Regions from separate parts of the Ovis aries genome. Here region 1 is linked to region 2. Evidence: chromatin contacts called from public Hi-C data. All regions are on one chromosome and are shown on one strand. Each heading gives the region's core, a stretch centred on a gene start, on an enhancer-like site or on the middle of the called end of the contact. The rest is flanking DNA. Distances are from core to core; before and after follow the strand shown.

The links. A called contact is a pair of places that touch in the nucleus more often than the background predicts.
Region 1: a contact with region 2 is called in a Hi-C map of blood, with 7 times the contacts expected there. The contact joins two enhancer-like sites. A contact is called at or near these places in 8 of 16 Hi-C or Micro-C datasets (blood, hypothalamus, liver and 5 more).

What each region holds. Positions count from the first base shown.
Region 1 is chr11:14,625,499-14,631,768 of ARS-UI_Ramb_v3.0, forward strand. No RefSeq gene overlaps it. Among named protein-coding and RNA genes, the nearest start is that of UNC45B, 36 kb to the right of the region's middle. Within about 2 kb of position 4,018, at least 7 of the 54 cell types and tissues checked have an H3K27ac peak or open chromatin away from gene starts, as enhancers often do.
Region 2 is chr11:14,512,215-14,518,459 of ARS-UI_Ramb_v3.0, forward strand. It overlaps LOC101113085 (protein SLFN14), which reads left to right. Exons shown (of 5, transcript XM_042255407.2): 4 at 1-265; 5 at 2,754-6,213. The coding sequence ends at 3,588. Among named protein-coding and RNA genes, the nearest start is that of PEX12, 27 kb to the left of the region's middle. Within about 2 kb of position 3,682, at least 14 of the 54 cell types and tissues checked have an H3K27ac peak or open chromatin away from gene starts, as enhancers often do.

The sequences.
Region 1 (6,270 bases), core at 2,768-5,267, 110 kb after region 2:
GATGGGGAGAAATTGGAACCCTGCTGCACTGTTTGTGAGATCGTAAAGTGGAACAGTTCAGTTCAGTCATGTCTGACTCTTTGTGACCCCATGAACCGCAGCCCGCCAGGCCTCCCTGTCCATCACCAACTCCTGGAGTTTACCCAAACTGATGTCCATTGAGTCAGTGATGCCATCCAACCATCTCATCCTCTGTCATCCCCTTCTCCTCTGGCCCTCAATCTTTCCCAGCATCAAGGTATTTTCAAATGAGTCAGTTCTTCGCATCAGGTGGCCACAAGTATTGGAGTTTCAGCTTAAGCCATCAGTCTTTCCAATGAACACTCAGGACTGATCTTTAGGATGGACTGGTTGGATCTCCTTGCAGTCCAAGGGACTCTCAAGAGTCTCCTCCAGCACCACAGTTCAAAAGCATCAATTCTTTGGCACTCAACTTTCTTTATAGTCCAACTCTCACATCCATATATGACTACTGGAAAAACCATAGCCATAACTAGTCAGATCTTTGTTGGCAAAGTAATGTCTCTGCTTTTGAATATGCTGTCTAGGTTGGTCATAACTTTCCTTCCAAGGAGTAAGCATCTTTTAATTTCATGGCTGCAATCACCATCTGCAGTGATTTTGGAGCCCCCCAAAATAAAACCAGCCACTGTTTCCACTGTTTCCCCATCTATTTGCCATGAAGTGATGGGACCGGGTGCCATGATCTTAGTTTTCTGAATGTTGAGCTTTAAGCCAGCTTTTTCACTCTCCTCTTTCACTTCCATCAAGAGGCTCTTTAGTTCTTCCCTTTCTGCCATAAGGGTGGTGTCATCTGTATATCTGAGGTCCTTGATATTTCTCCCAGCAATCTTGATTCCAGCTTGTGCTTCCTCCAGCCCAGCATTTCTCATGATGTAAAATGGTACAGTCCTGTGGAAATCAGTATGCAAGTTCCTCAAAAAGTGAAAACTACCATGGGATCCAGCAATCCCACTTCTGAGTATATACCCATAAGAGTTGAAAACAGGATCTTGAAGAGGTGTTTGTACACTAATGTTCATAGCAGCACTGTGTACAAAAACCAGGAGTTAGAAGTGGACACCCAGATGTCCATCAACAGATGAATGAATAACCAAAATGCGGTAAATATATACAATGGAATATTATTCAGCTTTAGAGAGGAAGAAAATCCCGGCACGTGCTCCAGCATGATGAACCTTGATGACATCATGCTAAGGGAAATAAGCCAGTCGTAAAAAGGCATATGCTGTATGCTTCTGCTCACACAACATACCTGGAGTACTCACATTCATAGAAACAGAAGGAGAAGAGTGATTGCCCGGGAGGAGGGGAGAAATGAGTCACAGTTCCTTAATGGGTAGAGTTTCAGTTCTGCAAAATGAAACAGCTGTGCCGTATTCGACAACAATCTGAATATACTTAACACTATTGAACTGTACCCTTTAAGATGGAAACTTTTGTGAGAGTTATATCAGGGAAGCCCAGGGATGTGGGTGTTTCCAGGTGGGGTGTCCAGTGCCTGGTAAGGAGTACAACAGTATATTAACATTGGTGAGCTGTATAGAGCAAACTGTACATTAACAGCGACCTTGACAAGGCTGGTTCAGAAAAAGGTAGCAGGTGTCAGGATATCACGGTGGGGTGGGTGGATTCTCAGAATCTATATGTAAATGAAGACCAAAACTCTCACAATCACATACACTTGTCTAATGGAAACATCCTTTGTGAAAAGTCATATTTGTGACTTGTGTACTAAAGGATGCTTGAAGATTATTTAGAAAAAGTCCCATAAAAACAACAACAATAGGGAATTCCCTGGTGGGCCACTGTTTGGAACTCCACACTTTCACTGCCAAGAGCCTGGGTTCAGTTTCCTGGCTGGGGAACTAAGATCCCACAAACTGCAGCGTGGCCAAATAAAAAAAGTGTAGTGGAACTACTAGGGGGAAAAACTTCCCATCTGAGACATCTAGCTTTCAAAGCATTAAAGTTTTTCCCCATGTATTGCAACCTTTAGTTTAAACCGATTTTGTGTTTATTGGTAAAGTAACTGTGTTCAAACTGAAAGCTCTCTTCCATGCATAGTAGGTCTTAAGTCTTGTTTGTCAGGGGAACCCCAGCAGACTGTATCACCATCTCTTATTCCTTCAGGCTTAAAGAAAAAATAATAATTTGGTGATAGGCAATTTTTTTTTCCTAAAAATATTAGAGATTTTGTTTCATCAAAGTATAAACCGAGAAAATTTAAAGGCTAAATGGATTGGAGAGACTTTCAAAGCACGTACAGGGAAACTCTGGTGCCCGAAACATTTCCCTGACCCTGTTACCGCCCATTACTTCTGCAGCAGCGTGACTGAGGAAATAAGGATATAGCCCCGGGGAAAAGCAAAACAAACAAAAACAGGATGTACATGAAGGGAGAACCCAGGAGTGAGCCCAGAGAGGCCCCAGGTAGGATCCCAGGGGAAAGGGCTCAGGGGGCATATGTCCTAATAGAAATTGATGTTAATTGATAATATACTTAATGCATTTGATTAACAGCACCAACAAAAAGTTTCCTTGTATGAGGCAGAGAATTTGGGATAAATTAGATACTTATAAAATTAAACAGACAAAAAGTCAGATGATTATAAATTCTGAGCAAAGCAGAAAATTGTACAGGAAATGAAATGTACACATAGGCTATCACCTAACACAGCTGTGAAAAGAGTGAAAATAAGGTATACACTGAAGTTTGCTCTAACCCAAAACGGTGATAAAAGCACCTTGGCAGGATATGGGGAGGGGAAGACAGGAGGGAGTGTAACTGAACTAAATCTTCAGGAAGTAAATAGATAAATGCCCATGTGAAGCCCCAAACTGCACCTACAGAAAAGTGTATCCAAAAGAAACTTCAAGGTGATCACTTCTAGGAGCAGCGAGAGGAGTGGAACAGGCGTGTACTGATTCTATCATAAGCCTCGAGAACTATTTGACTTTCAGTACCAAGTGCTTGGGCAACTTTGATCTTTTAATTTTATAAAAAATTATTTCCAATTATCTGGAAAGTATTAAGACAATGTGCTTGTCTCCTGTTTTCCCCCATATATCCTGGGCCTCTGATACCATCTGTGTTTTATAGTCCCAGATCCTTGGCAGTCCTGTGAATATAAAACACTGCAGAATCTACAGTCAAATAATAATAAAATCCCGTCCTGACCTCTCCCTGCATGTTCTAAGTTTTGAGTTTTGGAGTCTAGCATTCATTTTCTCCAAAGCAATTAGTGAGGCTACACTGCTTGGTTTGGATAATTACTGAACTGGGTGGAGAACAAAAACTCAGCAAGATAAGCCGATAATATCTTCCTGTCCCTTAAAGTGAAAAGTGAAAGTCGCTCAGTCGTGTCTGACTCTTTGTGACCCCATGGACTGTAGCCTGCCAGGCTCCTCTGGGCATAAAATTCTCCAGGCCAGAATACTGGAGTGGGTAGCCATTCCCTTCTGCAGGGGATCTTTCCAACTCAGAACCCAGGTCTCCTGCACTGCAGGTGGATTCTTTACCATCTGAGCCACTAGGGAAGACCTCCTATACCTTAACAGCTGCATAAAAAGCAGATATGACTCAGAAAGCTGCCTTTCTAAATGCTATTCTGACAAAGGAGAATTGTATAGACCCCTGGAATTCAGAGACTGATGGTGTCTCCTATGAAAGTAATCACAAACTGCTAAAGAGTCTGATTGGTTTCTTTTAACTAAATGATGTACAGTGCTGATAACATTTAAACTGACACCTTTTTCCTGGAAGGGATACGCACTTACAAATCTGCTTTTTCAAGCCGGGAGAAGAAGCTCTTCCTGTCTCCCACGTGCATGGAGATAATAAAACTTGTGCTTCTGCTAAGTTTCCTAAGAGTCTGAGAGTTCATGTTTCATTTAAATGAACATTTCTTACCCAGGAAGCGCTGCTGACCTTCCCTGCTGGTGTGATACTTGGAACTGTCACACCATCCCCAAGAAACTGGCGGCTCGGTTCCCCTTGTGCCGGCCAGCGTGCGCCCTGCACTGCCACCTGCCGTTGACAGCCGAGCTCCTTCGTTCTTTCCCATGGTCTCTATTACTTTTTTTTTTAAGAGTATGTTTACAAAACTTTGTCGTACAGAAAGCAAAAATGGGGTTACAACTCAGTGTAACTGGTAACCATGGATGGCTATATGAGTCATCCACCAATCACAGCTACCCACACCCCAACAACAGTCACAGCTACCCACACCACAACAAGAATCTTACATGAAAACCTGGCAACACTTAGAATTTCACTGGAGTGAAGTCCCCAAGCTTGGTGGTGGATTTTCAAGAGAGACAAAAAGGAAGGAGTCGGAATGTCATGGGAACTATGCTCTTTGGGTGGGTGGGTAGGTGTTCGGGATTTGTATCACAGGGGCTTCTCAGGCGGCTCTTCGCCTGCCCCAGTGCAGGAGACTCGGGTTCAGTCCCTGGGTTGGGAAGATCCCCTGGAGAAGGAAATAGTAACCCACTCCAGTATTCTTGCCTGGGAAATCCCATGGACAGGGGAGCCAGGTGGGCTACAGTCCACAGGGTCACAAAAAGAGTCGGGACATGACTCAGTGACTAAACAACAACCAACTCTTAGGAGCAGTAACCCAATAATCCCTGAACTATGTCCTAACACTTGCCCTTCCCAGACCCCAGGGAACAATCCTCAACCCATTTTTAAGCAACCCCCTTGCTCCCTGATACAGTCTCTGCCCTAGAGATTCATTTTCTAGCCCTCACTCCTACCACGAGTAAATGGGAGAAGAAATCTCCTCCTGCCCACCCCATCCAATGCTGGTGTTTTCAACGACTTCAAAGACAGTAGCTCACAGGCCATCATTTGGAACACAGCCCACTGTAAAATGATTTCAGGAGGCTGTTTCTACCCTTGGGCTTCCCTGATAGCTCAGCTAGTAAAGAATCCACCTGCAATACGGGAGACCTGAATTCAATCCCTGGGTCAGGAAGATCCCCTGGAGAAAGGAAAGGCTACCCACTCCAGTATCCTGGCTTAGAGAATTCCACGGACTGTATAGTCCATGGGGTTGCATAGAGTCAGACATGACTGAGCGATTTTCACTTTATTTCTCCCCAAGACCCAGAACTCACCTACCTACATTGGATCCCAGAGCCTTGGCTAGTGGTGTGGCTGTTTGCACTAAAACCTTTCATAAAACACGAAATCTTTTATGAACCACAAGGAAATCTATTACCCTGATGTTTCAGTGGCTTGGATTTTGAACTTCAGCAGTAAGAGGGAAACCCACAGACCTCAGAACCTCAAAGATCACTGCCAAAGTGGCTTTTGGCAGAACCACACCGAAGAAGGAGGTGACAGGCCTAAGAAGGCTGCAGGGGGAGGTCATGGGAAACTGCACTTCTGGGAAAGTAAGCAATACGTAAGGTTCCGGTGTCATTGAGTGCAATCCCAGCTCCAGCTCCAGCTCCTGCTTTTATGGCCCTGCGGCCACTTTGCCTTGGAAACTCAGTGAATGGATGCTTCTCCATTTCACCACCGCTAGCTCTCCTGCCCAGAACCCTTACATTTCCTAAACACACCGAGGCCAGGTGGCTGCCATTCCTTGAGTGAATTTGCAAATATGAACTGGCTTACTCACCAGTCTCGCATTCCCTTGACTGACCTGTTGAAGTACACAGCAGTCAACTGGGGCGCTGTACCCTAAGGAACAGGGAATATTAATCAGACGAAAGGAAGGGAACTAACTAATATTGAGTAGTCATATACTACGCACCAGTTGCTTGAGATCAATTCTTCTATGTAATCCTCACAATCAGGAGAAAAACAGTATTCACTTTTTGAAGTGAAAGTCACTCAGTCATGTCTGACTCTTTGTGTGTACAGTCCATGGAATTCTCCAGGCCAGAATACTGGAGTAAGTAGCCATTCTTTTCTCCAGGGGACCCTTCCAACCCAAGGATCGAACCCAGGTCTTCCTCATTGCAGACGGAGTCTTTACCGTCTGAGCCACCAGAGAATGAAATAACATACAGAAAAGTGCACAAATCATAAGCTTGATGAAAGTGAACCCATCCAGACTTAAAATTAGACGCTCTCTTAGAGTCCTTCTCCATCACTCTCCACTACCTCTTCCCTACAAGTACTGTAAACAGTATCCTGACTTTGAATACCATAAGCTAGTTTGCCTGGTTTTGAACCTATTTCAAATGGAATCATTCTCTATACAATACATGGTGTTAAGTCTAGCACCTTTC
Region 2 (6,245 bases), core at 2,432-4,931:
CACTTATCATGGTCTCGCTGTGCTCTCGATCCCTTCTGAGCGACCAAGTGGGCTGTGAGTTTTCCAATTTGCTCGTAGTGGAGCAGTGTGAGTTGCTTTCACAGAGCCTTCAGGAGACCCGAGAACTGTTCGTCCACTGCTTTCCAGGAACCAGAAAGACAGTGCTGGCTATAAAGATCATGGAGAAAATTAAGGACGTATTCCACTGCAAGCCCAAGGAGATCCTCTATGTTTGCGAAAGTGACTCCTTAAAGGATTTCGTGACGTAAGAACCTCACTAACTAAACACAATAAATATATTTAGTCAGTCTTTCAACAGCATTGCACCAGTAATCTGTGTCTTTAGTGTAAGATTGTGTAATGCCTTTGATGCATACAGGTGAGAGCCCAAACTATGTGTATATTTGCAAGTGATCAAGCAGCTGAGCTAGAAAAGAGCACTTTGCAGTGTTCACGCTTAAACATCTCATCAATTAGCCACATAGGCATAATTTTCAGTTTGTAGAACTAGAAAGTTTTCCCCACAGTCTACGGCCTTAAACTTAAGAAAGGCTGACACGAATCCATCTTGCTTCACATATGCTTTCTGCTTGATATTTAATGTTTTAATAGGGTACTGATATGCTTTCATAGGGTATTTCAGTCAATTAGACATTCTACCTAACACGAACTTGATTTTAAATGCTGTTTGATTTCATTTATAAAATATTTTTATGTGTTTGACTTATTCTGATTCAGTCATTTTAGAAACCATGCACGTTTGCTTCTGATTTAAATTTTTAGCTTTCAGTTTAGTAAAAGAAATTGGCTGTTTTACTAAAGCGCATGAGGGCTTTTCGTTTGTGGTTTGTTTGACTTATTTCTCAAGCTAATCTTTTGTGAGCACCATTTATATGCTAGATGCAGTGTACGTTTAGTGTTAGAGGAGGAAAATATGTTGAAGACCTTGCCGTAAAGCCCAGTAAGACAGACAAAGAGAAAAATAAGCAATGGGAATGTTGTATAATTAGTATGATAGTAAAGATGTGCTTAAACTTAGCTTAGGCTGTAGTTTGGTCAGCAAATACTCTCCAATGAAGGACATCCTGACTTCTTTTTTAAGAGGTCAATAGGAGGAGTGCATTAATTGGGGGCTCTTTGGGCAAAGGACGCAGCAAATAGAAAGGCATGGAGATGAATCAGAATGGTAGGTCTGCCTGGAGCAGTGAGGAGCTGCGGGTGTGTGACAAACGATGAAGTTGGAAAGGAGGCAGATGCCAGATAATGAAGGATCTTCTAAACTGTGCTGAAGCTATGTTCTTTCTTATGCTTTATAGGTAAGTTTTAAGAGAACCCCAGGCAAAAGCCAAGTTAAATTGAACAAGTATCGATGAGCACAATGTGAGGGGGATACAGAGATGGCTAAGAATCAGCGCTTTTCTTCAAGAAGTCTACACTGTGCAAACTGAAAGAAAAGAACTTGAATAGTTGTGACTCAGGGGTTTGTGATTCTGGACAAAGGGATTAAAGCCCCAGGGACTACATGTGCAAAATCAGGAAATCTGTAGGGATGGGTGATATGACTTGAATCTAAATTAGAGGAGGCGATAAACAACTAAAAATTTTTAAGTACATATATGCATGTGTATCTATTTATATGATATAATATACTATAAATGAAAATTGAGCTAAGTAAGTAGGATGGTAGCTTCATGGAGGCATAGCCCTGTAGACTTGGTACCCTACCTAACATCCTGACACGTCATGGAACTCAGAAACCTCTCGACGCTTTCCTAACCAAAATCTAGAGAGGCTTCTGGCATTGTACTAAAAATAAGTGGGAAAGGAGGGTTTTCTTTAGAGGAACTTATAGGAGCCCATATTTCTTTTTCATATGAAAATTATGATATGCCTCTAGGCGACTGCTTATCAGCTCTAAAAAAGATAGAAAGTAAAGAAATAGTAGTAACAAGTGTAAATTCATTTTGAGATTTCCCTTAGATATAAGGAATTTATCTTTAGGGATTGTTAAGCAGTAGAAATGGACTGTAGTAGAAATAACAAAATCTTCTACCTGAGTTCATTTTAAAAGTCTCACATGCTGATTTAACTTGATAGCTCCAAGGATTAGGGTTTGCAATATGCATTCTGTCAGGCTTTCTAGGTAGCTCAGTGGTAAAGAATCTGTCTGCCAAGCAGGAGACACGAGTTTGACTCCTGGGTCAGGAAGATCCCCTGAAAAAGGAAATGGCAACCCACTCCAGTATTCTTGCCTGGAAATCCCATGGACAGAGGAGCCCAGCAGGCTATAGTCCATGGGGTCGCAAAAGAGCTGGACGTGACTTAGCGACTGTGCGTGCATGCTAAGTCACTTCAGTCGTGTCCAACTCCATGAGACCCTATGGACTATAGCCCACTAGGCTCCTCTGTCCAAAGGATTCTCCAGGCAAGAATACTGGAGGGGATTGCCATGCCCTCCTCCAGGGGATCTTTCCCGACCCAGGGATGGAACCCCCATCTCTTACATCTCCTGTATTGGCAGGCAGGTTCTTTACCACTAGTGCCACCTGGGAAGCCTGACTTAGTGACTAAACAACAATTGATGTCAGGAGCCTTGTAAGAAGAGCATTTTTGTAGTATTCAGGACACTGCTGAATCAGTGAATCAGCTTCTGGATGAGAGCCAGTCTTGAATGCCAATCCAGAGAGTCATAAATGCATGGCGTTCCTTTCATTTTTATGCCTGAAGCCCTATTCTCTCCTTCCTCCTTACAGCCAGCAAACGACCTGCCGAGCTGTGACCCGGAAAACCTTCATGGGAGGGGAGTTCCCAAAGATCAAGCACATAGTGATGGATGAAACTGAGCATTTCTGCAGTAAATATGGTGACTGGTACATGAAGGCCAAGAGCATCACCCACCCAAAGGTGAGGGGTGCTGGAAGTGAAAACCCACACCATGGGATTCTCTGGCTTTTTCTGGACCCTTTCCAAGTCCATCATGGAGATGGCAACGGCCTTCCGCCTCCATCTGCTCAGTTTCCTCGGAAAACAATCACCAGCGGGATCCACTGTGCTCTGGAAATAGCGATGCTCATGAAAGAAGAAATGAAGAGGATCAAGGAAAACCCTCACCCCAGCGTGTCTCCAGACACACTGGCGGCGTTCAGGGAAGCTTCGTATGAAGAAGCAATGCGTGCCCAGGCTTTGCCTGGGGTGTGTGAGACAGAGACTAACTTGACCACAGAAGAAATTGCGAGACACGTGGCAGAAAGATGTCACCACCTGTTCCAGTGTGGCTATCTGCCCAGAGACATAGCAATTCTGTGCAGGAGAGCAGAGGACAGAGGACGCTATGAGCTTGCACTGCTAAGAGCAATGGAATTATTTGAGACCTGTGGACCCACAAAGGTTGTGTTCAGCCAGGCCTCTGGTGTTCTGGATGGTCACATTGTTTTAGACAGTATTCAGCAGTTTTCAGGCCTGGAGAGGAATATTGTGTTTGGGCTCAGTCCGGAGTATGCCCTGTCAGAGGAAGTTCATAAGCTCTGTTTTGCCTCGAAAGCCATCAAACACCTCTACCTGCTTTATGAAAAGAGGGCAACCTTCTGAAAATTATTTCAAACAGTATAGGAAGGGACAGAGAGCAGAGTCTCCCTGCTCCCCAGCAGGTGGCAGCTTCGCCCTTTCATCTGTCACAAGCGAGGACATCAAGGCTCGGTCAGAATAGCATGGAGCCACAGAACTGCCTCCTGGCACTGGGCCTCCATTTGCGGGGTCACTGGTCTTCCCCACTCCCCTCCACTTCTTCCCTGGGACTTATGATGGGTCCTTTGCCTCTGAGTTTTCTAATCCAATCCAGCTTTCATCTTGTCCAGCCACAGAAAAGTGAAAGTGAAAGTGAAGTCGCTCAGTCGTCTCCGACTCTTTGCGACCCCATAGACTGTAGCCTACGAGACTCCTCCATCCATGGAATTTTCCAGGCAAGAGAACTGGAGTGGGTTGCCGTTTCTTTCTCCAGGGGATCTTCCCAACCCAGGGATCGAAACCGTTTCTCCCGCATTGCAAGCAAATGCTTTTATCACCTGAGCCACCAGGGAAGCCAACAGTCACAGAGGTGCTCCTTACATACAGAACTGATTTTGTGACATCCCTGCTAATGTATCTCCAGGGCGTCCCTGAAGTCTTCAAGCCAAACTAATTTTTAGGGCTTCCCAGGATAACACTCTAACTTACTCGTCGAATGCATCCTTCGTTTTAAGTCCATCTTCCAGTGTTTCTAACCCACCCCCGCCTCACTGGCTTATTTTGGAGGTGGAGTAGGGTGCTCTCCAAGCGTAAGTCCAGGAGAAAGTGTGGATATATGCTTTTGGCTATCATTTCAGATAAAGCCCATCAGCTTTCCAAGAGGCGGGAGAGCAGGTGGGTGGGGCTTAGAAAAGTGCTCTTAGCTGCCTCTCTGAACTGCTTGGGTCACCAAGGCAGCCAGTCTGAACCTGACAGTCGTCAGCTCTCCTTTCCCTGGATTGAACAGAAGCTTCCTCTGCCTCCTGTTGCTCCAACTACCTACTTCTGTTTGCCTTTCCTTGGGGGCTTCAGGGTACTTTTAAGTGGGAGAAAAAAAAATTCCACAATTAGTTAGTTTTCTGTTTTCATTTTTTGGGTTTATTTTTGGCTGCATCGGTTCTTAGTTGCGTCATGCGGAATCCTTCACTGCAGCGCAATGGACTCTCTAGTTGTGGCCCACGGGCTCAGTAGTTGCGGGGCGAAGACTGAGTTGCCCCAAAGAATGTGGGATCTTAGTTCCCAAACCAGAGATCGAACCCACATTTCCTGAAAGGCAGGTTCTTAACTACTGAACCACCAGGGAAGTCCCAGTTAATTCGTTTTTGATGAAGCAAGAGATACGAGTATGTTAACATTTGGAGAACTGAAGGTGTGTGAATGCTCTACAAATAATTTAAAGAGTCAAAAATGCAGGAAGAACTGGGGGATGGAGAGAATGGGGACTGCTAAATTTTAGTCGTAAGCCTCAGCGCCATTTGACTTTCTGGACTTTAAACTATTTGCATACATTGTATAATTTTTGATAAAATAATTTATTTTTAAAAAAGAATCAACTGCTTTAAGGATTGCACGTGAGAGTCTTTGTCAGTACTATGCAGAGAGTTCGGTCAAACTTAAAGTAGAAGGCCTAATCCAGGGGTTCTCAATCCTGGCTGCTCTTTATAACCCTCTGAGGAGTTTATAAAAATATCAGGTACTTCCTTGGTAGTCCAGTGGATAAGACTCAAGCGCTCCCAATGCAGGGAGCCCAGGTTCGATCACCCCTGGTCAGGGAACTAGATCCTACTACGTGCTGAAACTAAGAGTTCATGTGCTGCAAGTGAAGATTCTGCACGCCACACGTGAGACAAGGTGCAGCCAACTAAATAAAAACATAGAAATGAATAAATATTAAAAATAAGCCAAAACAGTCATCAAGTCAGACGTCAGACCAATTACATCAGCATCTCTAGGCATGGGCTTGGACACTTCATAAAAGTTGTCCAAATGACTCCACTATGCCGCCAGGGCTGAGGACTCGTGCACGCTTCCTTCTTCTGGTCTGTTCTTTCTGTCCCCAAGTGTATAGGTACACTTTTCTCTTCCCATTAGATTGTGAGCCCCTTGAGAGTAAGGATGGCACTTACACCTCTTTAGTTCCCCCAAAAGTAACTAGTAGAGTGCCTTGAATATGGCAGGTGCTCATTAATTATTTATTGAATGGACTTGCTCCTTTCAGAAAATCAGAATCTACTGGAACAATGCTTCTAGTCAATAGAATGAATATCTGATTTTGGAGACTTCAGAGAGGTCAGTGTGGAGAATAATTAACACTGCCATAGTGAAGAATTTAAGAGAATAAAGGAATTTAAACTGTTTTTAGGCAAAGGTCCATGTTGATGGAAGTTTGTTAGATTTGAGTTTGAGATTAGGAATTGACGGGGACTAAGAACAAATGGCTAACTTGAATGTACTTAGAAATCTACATTTTTCTACAGACCCTTAATATAATAGATAAAACAGTTCATTTGGTCAAATAATATGCCTGCTATGAGAAGCTTCTAAAACTTACTTTAATAAAGAAAAGTAACTAACACACATTGTAAATCAGCTACACTCCAATTTTAAAAAGGTGATTCTATTATGTAACTTTGAGAACTGGAGAAATGCAAAATAAAAGGTTCTTATCAATTTGCTATCTAGGCAAATTATTTTTTCAATTT